2 separate regions of the Macaca mulatta genome follow, and region 2 is linked to region 1. The links are chromatin contacts, called in public Hi-C maps. All regions are on one chromosome and are shown on one strand. Each heading gives the region's core, a stretch centred on a gene start, on an enhancer-like site or on the middle of the called end of the contact. The rest is flanking DNA. Distances are from core to core; before and after follow the strand shown. Region 1 holds the start of ECH1 (enoyl-CoA hydratase 1). Region 2 holds the start of SARS2 (seryl-tRNA synthetase 2, mitochondrial).

What was found. Hi-C and Micro-C count contacts between places; a contact is called where the count stands out from the background.
Region 2: a Hi-C map of cortical neurons shows a contact between it and region 1, with 2.4 times the contacts expected there. The contact joins the promoter of SARS2 here to the promoter of ECH1 in region 1. A contact is called at or near these places in 2 of 14 Hi-C or Micro-C datasets (cortical neurons and fetal cortex germinal zone).

The regions. Positions count from the first base shown.
Region 1 is chr19:49,922,492-49,925,191 of T2T-MMU8v2.0, forward strand. ECH1 (enoyl-CoA hydratase 1) reads right to left here and starts at 1,273. Exons shown (of 9, transcript XM_077982737.1): 1 at 1,203-1,273; 2 at 815-998; 3 at 583-671. The coding sequence starts at 1,269.
Region 2 is chr19:50,028,847-50,031,546 of T2T-MMU8v2.0, forward strand. It overlaps SARS2 (seryl-tRNA synthetase 2, mitochondrial), which reads right to left and starts at 1,270. Exons shown (of 17, transcript XM_077982690.1): 1 at 996-1,270. The coding sequence starts at 1,262. MRPS12 (mitochondrial ribosomal protein S12) reads left to right here and starts at 1,483. Exons shown (of 3, transcript XM_015123882.3): 1 at 1,483-1,524; 2 at 1,801-1,868. The coding sequence starts at 1,820.

The DNA of each region.
Region 1 (2,700 bases), core at 23-2,522:
TGCCTGTAAACCTGGCACTTTGGGAGGCCGAGGTGGGAGGATGGCTTGAGCTCAAGTATTTGAGGTTACAGTGATTTATGATTAGGCCACTGCACTCCAACCTGGGTGACAGAGCAAGATCCTGTCTCCCAAAAAAAAAAACCACACACACACAAAAAACAGATAAAACTGTAAGTTAGGGGTCGGAGTGGTGGCTCACGTCTATAATCCCAGCACTTTGGGAGGCTGAGGCAGGCAGATTATGAGGTCAGGAGAGCGAGACCATCCTGGCCAACATGGCGAAACCTCGTCTCTACTAAAAACACAAAAATTAACTGGGCGTGGTGGCCCGCGCCTGTAGTCCCAGGCAGGAGAATTGCTTGAACTCGGGAGGCAGAGGTTGCAGTGACCTGAGTTTGCGCCACTGCACTCCAGACTGACAACAGAGCAAGACCCTGCCTCAAAACAAACAAACACAACAAAACGAACAGCAAAAAAAGTGTAAGTTAGAAGCTGCTTAAAATCCTAATTAAGAAGCACTGCTCCACTGTCTATTGCCAGGAGCTGGGAAGGCTGGTAGGGTGTGTGAAGAGCGTCTGGTACCTGCAGTGAACATTTTTCCTGCACCAGAGATCACCACCGCCCGACAGTCAGCGTCTCTCGAAATCTTGTTGAAGCACTCTACCATCTCTCTGTGAAGCAACGAGTGAAGGGCTACAAATGGGGTGGGAATACCCTGCCCTCATGTCCATCTCCCCACAAGGTTCCACTCTGGCTCAGTCCCGCAGCCCCCGCCTCCCCCAGCAGGCAGGCCTCCAGGATCTGCAGGTCACACCTCCAGAAGGCCTTGTTCATGGCATTCCTCTTGTTGGGCCGGTTGAGCTGGACATGCAGAACGTGTTTCTGCGCAGATGTCACACGAAGGGACTCATAGCTGTGGTCTGGGGCTTCCTCTTGTGCAGAGGAGCCAGTGAGGCGAAGGCTAATACTGAGGCCCGAGTAGTTGGAGGCTGTCAATCCTGCGGAGAAAGGAAGAGCCTTTGATGACCCCAGACTCCAAGACACAGGCCTATAGAATTAGGGAGCCCTTCAAAAGGGAGCACACGCACCCCTGAATTTAGGGGACTCGGGCCCTTCGTGACCCCGGATGGGCCTCCCCGTCCTACAGCTGCTATAACAGCACGACAGCGCGATACACCACCATAAGTCAAGAGGTGACTCACGCCGGCTCAGTAGGTCGCGGAGTCTGCGAGAAGCCACTATCCCCGCCGCCATCGCCGCCGCCTTCATCTACGGCGTTGGGACCGAGTAACCCACCAGTTAGCGGAAGGGGCGGGCACAAACGGCCGCCATGTTGAGCGAGGGCACCGATGCCGCAGCCTGACAGGCAAAGACGCCGTTCTCCCCGCCATCTTTACTAAGGGCAGCCGAGTTCCGGTTGCCTTACATAGTTAGAGCCAAGCTCAGAAAAGGACCCTTTGCCCCAGTGGGAACCTGGCCTGAGAAAATAGCTCCTGCAACGGTGTGAACCCGGGAGGCGGAGCTTGCAGTGAGCCGAGATAGAGCCATTGCTCTCCAGCTCTCCAGCTTGGGAGACTCAGTCCAAAAAGGAAAAGAAAATAGCTCCTGCTAAAGTTCATGACACCGCTGTTTCATAATGGTGGAATAATTGGCGACAGCTGAAACGTCCAAGGACATAATGGCAGCAGAGCTTGTCATCATGCATGTGTATATATCATGTTAACTAAAAATAAAACTTGCATTACTGTGAGTTTACCCACGTAAAGGAATGAGTACAGACGAGCCAACATTAAGCGCTGACTGTATATGAACTCCCACCGGGAGGTCGTACTGTTTCCCACTATATGCAGAGGAAACTGACTCAGGCACGGGAAGACACGAGGTTCAAGGTCTCTGGGCTTCAGAAGGGCTAAAGTAGGATTACATGGTTCCAGAGTTCATATTCTTAGGCCGGCGCGTGGCTCACGCCTGTAATACACTTTGGGAGGCCGCGGCAGGCGGGAGGTCAGGAGTTCAAGACCAGCCTGGTCAACATGGCAAAATCCCGTCTCTAGTAAAAATACAAAAATTAGCTGGGTGCGGTGTCCGGCACCTGTAATCCCAGCGGGAGGCTGAGGCAGGAGAATGGCTTGAGCCCAGGAGGCGGAGATTGCAATGAGCAGAGATTGCGCCACTGCACTCAAGCCTGGGTGACAGAGCAAGACTCCGTCTCAAAAAAAAAAAAAAGTTCATGTTCTTAAAAAAAAAAAAAAAAGCGAAACTCCCTTGGTAAAAGCCAGCTATCCGAAGGCATAAAAAGTACTTTAAAACTGCTGGCTGGGAGCGGTGGCTCACGCCTGTAATCCCAGCACTTTGGGAGGCCGAGGCGGGTGCATCACGTCAGCAGATTGAGACCATCCTGGCTAACACGGTGAAACCCCGTCTCCACTAAAAATACAAAATATTAGCCGCGCGTGTTGGCGGGCGCCTGTAGTCCCAGCTACTTAGGAGGCTGAAGCTGGAGAATGGTGTGAATCTGGGAGGCGGCGCTTGCAGTAAGCCTAGATAGCGCCACTGCAGTCCAGCCTGGAGACAGAGAGAGACTTGGTCTCAAAGAAAAAAAAAAATTAGCGGGGCGTGGTGTTAGGTGCCTGTAATCCCAGCTACTTGGGAGGTTGAGGCAGAAGAATTGCTTCAACCCAGGAGGCAGAGGTTGCAGTG
Region 2 (2,700 bases), core at 20-2,519, 110 kb after region 1:
ACGGGAGGCTGAGTGGGAGGATTATTTGTGCCCAGAAGTTCAAGGTTGTAGTGAGCTTGAATTGTACCACTGTACTCCATCCTGGGCGACAGAACAAGACCCTATCTCTTAAAAAAACAACCAAAAAAAGTGGATTCTGGGCCAGAAAGCACAGGTTAAAATTCCCACTCTGCCACTTCCCAGTTGCATGACCTAGCGCAAGTGAATTAGCTTCTCGGAGCCTTAGTTCCTCTGATAAAATGGGAGAAATAATGGCACCGACTTCATAGAGTTGTTGTGAAAATTAAACGAGGTAAAAGTGAATAAAGCACTTCAAACAGGCTGGTAGGGGAGTCTAAGAGAGGAATGGGAAGAAGTGGGGACCCCACTATCCTTAGCACCTCAACAGAGATATCGTGAACCCGGTCCTAATTCCCTTTTATAAGTGGTAGCAATTTTATTATTATTCACCACATAATTCAACATAGCAGTTGCACCTTAAGTATCAGGTTAATAGAACCATCCACTAATGGATTCATTCATTCATTCATTAACTCTATTTAACTGCCTGCTATGTGTGGCGGAGATGCAGAACTCTCCCTATCTCACTCTCCAAAGGCAAGAGCTCCATCACACCCCAGCCCTGACCCCGTCCGATTCACACTTGGCTCCCCATTTTCCTTTGTGGTCTTAGGGAAAGGCTGCCATGAAGCTGGAGCACGGAGGGCAATGTCACATCGCAAGTTCCTAGAGGACAGTAGGTACCCAGTGAGCAGTAAGAAACAAGCGCATAATGCGTGTCTAGGACACAGTAGGCATTCTTGGCACACAGTAAAGCCTCAGCACTCACTGGACAACTGGCACATAAGTGGGTGCCATGCACAAGACGTTGGCTAACTTGGGAAGGAACTAAAATTCCTACAATAGGTTCGCCCCCTGCCGCAGGGCATCTTGCAGACCCAATTCTTCCGCAAAACAAACAGCCTGTTCCCGCCGGCCGGCGCAGGCACACTCACGATCGCGGGCAGGTCCGCCGAGCGCAGCTCCCCCTTGCGGAGCTCCAGGGCGCGTGCGGCTTCTTCTGGACATGCGCAGAACCACTCTATGTCCAGCTGAGGGAGTGCACTGTAGCCCTCGCGCGCATACTCGTACAGGAGGTTCCGGTTTCGTTTCTCTGTAGCGAAACTTCTCCTTGGACTGCCGTTGGAGATCCAGCCTCTATGGGGCCGGAGCCCCCGACGAGTCAGCAAAGGCCACAAGCGCCGCACCATGGACGCAGCCATTTTGGACCGGGGACAAGGCGGCACTTCGTCCCACCCACTCTGCGTTTAGACCAATTGCAAAGCAGCGATCCTGATCGCGACGAGCCAATCAGATCCTGAGGATGGTCGACCGAGATAGAGTCGGTCGTCACCCAATCGTCGTCTGTGTCCCGCCTCTTCAGTGACGCGTGGCAGAACCAGCCAATCCCTGCACGGATAGCGCCCGGAAGAGGCTGGAGGCAGGATTCATCGTGTCCGCGACCTCACCGGTAGGGCCCGTGAGGTCGGTGGAATCCCGGGGTCCTCCAAATCTACCAGGCCCTCTCCCCAGTTTCCCACTTCTTGCTGTGTGCGGGCGAGAGTGGTTGGGTTCTCGGGAGCCCACTCAGAGCGAGGCTAAATTTACGGAGGCACTTTCTATTAGCAGCATGAGGGCCTTTGGTTAGACCTATAGAGGTATTTCTTTTGATTTAACCCAGAAGGTCCTGAGAGCGGATCGGCCAGCATTTGCAGATCGGCCACTTTTCCCTCCTTTCTGAATCTTTTATCCCTACCACAGGGACGGCCCAGGCGGCAGGATGTCCTGGTCTGGCCTTCTCCGTGGCCTCAACACGTCCCTAACTTGTGGTAAGTGGGGGACTCGGGCTTCAGGGACGAGGCTAGAGGAGGAGGGTTATTCGCTCTGGGACTTGTGTGCTTCCGTCGGAGCCCCGAGGGAAACAGGGGTGGAAAAACACGGTGGGGTTTTGGCGGAGCTCGGGCTGCTAGAGCAAGAGGTGGGAAGCAGCTGCATGGAGGGCTACTGCGTGTCAAGCGGAGTTTCGGTCAGTTTTATTATTTATTTATTTAAGATCTCCCTCTGTCGCCCAGGCTAGAGTGCAGCGGTGTGATCACAGCTCACTGCAGTCTTGACCTCCTGGGCTCAAGTGGTCCTCTTGCCTCAGTCCCCCAAGTAGCTGGGACCACAGGCCTGCAGAACCACAACCAGCTAACTTTTTGATTTTTTGTAGAGACGGAGGTCTCCCTGTGTCGCCCAGTCTGGCCTTAACTCCTGAGCTCAAGTGATCCCTCTACAGCCTCCCAAAGTGCTAGGGTTACATGCATGAGCCTATTATTTTAAACAGCACTAAAAGTAATGCTTCCTGGTCGGGCGTGGTGGCTCACGCCTGTAATCCCACCACTTTGGGAGGCCGAGGTCAGGAGTTCGAGGCCAGCCTGACCAACATGGTGAAACCCCCGTCTCTACTAAAAATACAAAAACTAGCCGAGCGTGGTGGCAGGTGCCTATAGTCCCAGCTACTCGGGAAGCTGAGACAGGAGAATTGCTTGAACCCAGGAGGCAGAGGTTACCGTGAGCTGAGATTGAGTCACTGATCTCCAGCCTGGGCAACAGAGCGAGACTTCGTTTCAAAAAAACAAAAAGAAAGGAATGCTTCCTTGAATAATAAAGAAGAGTTTT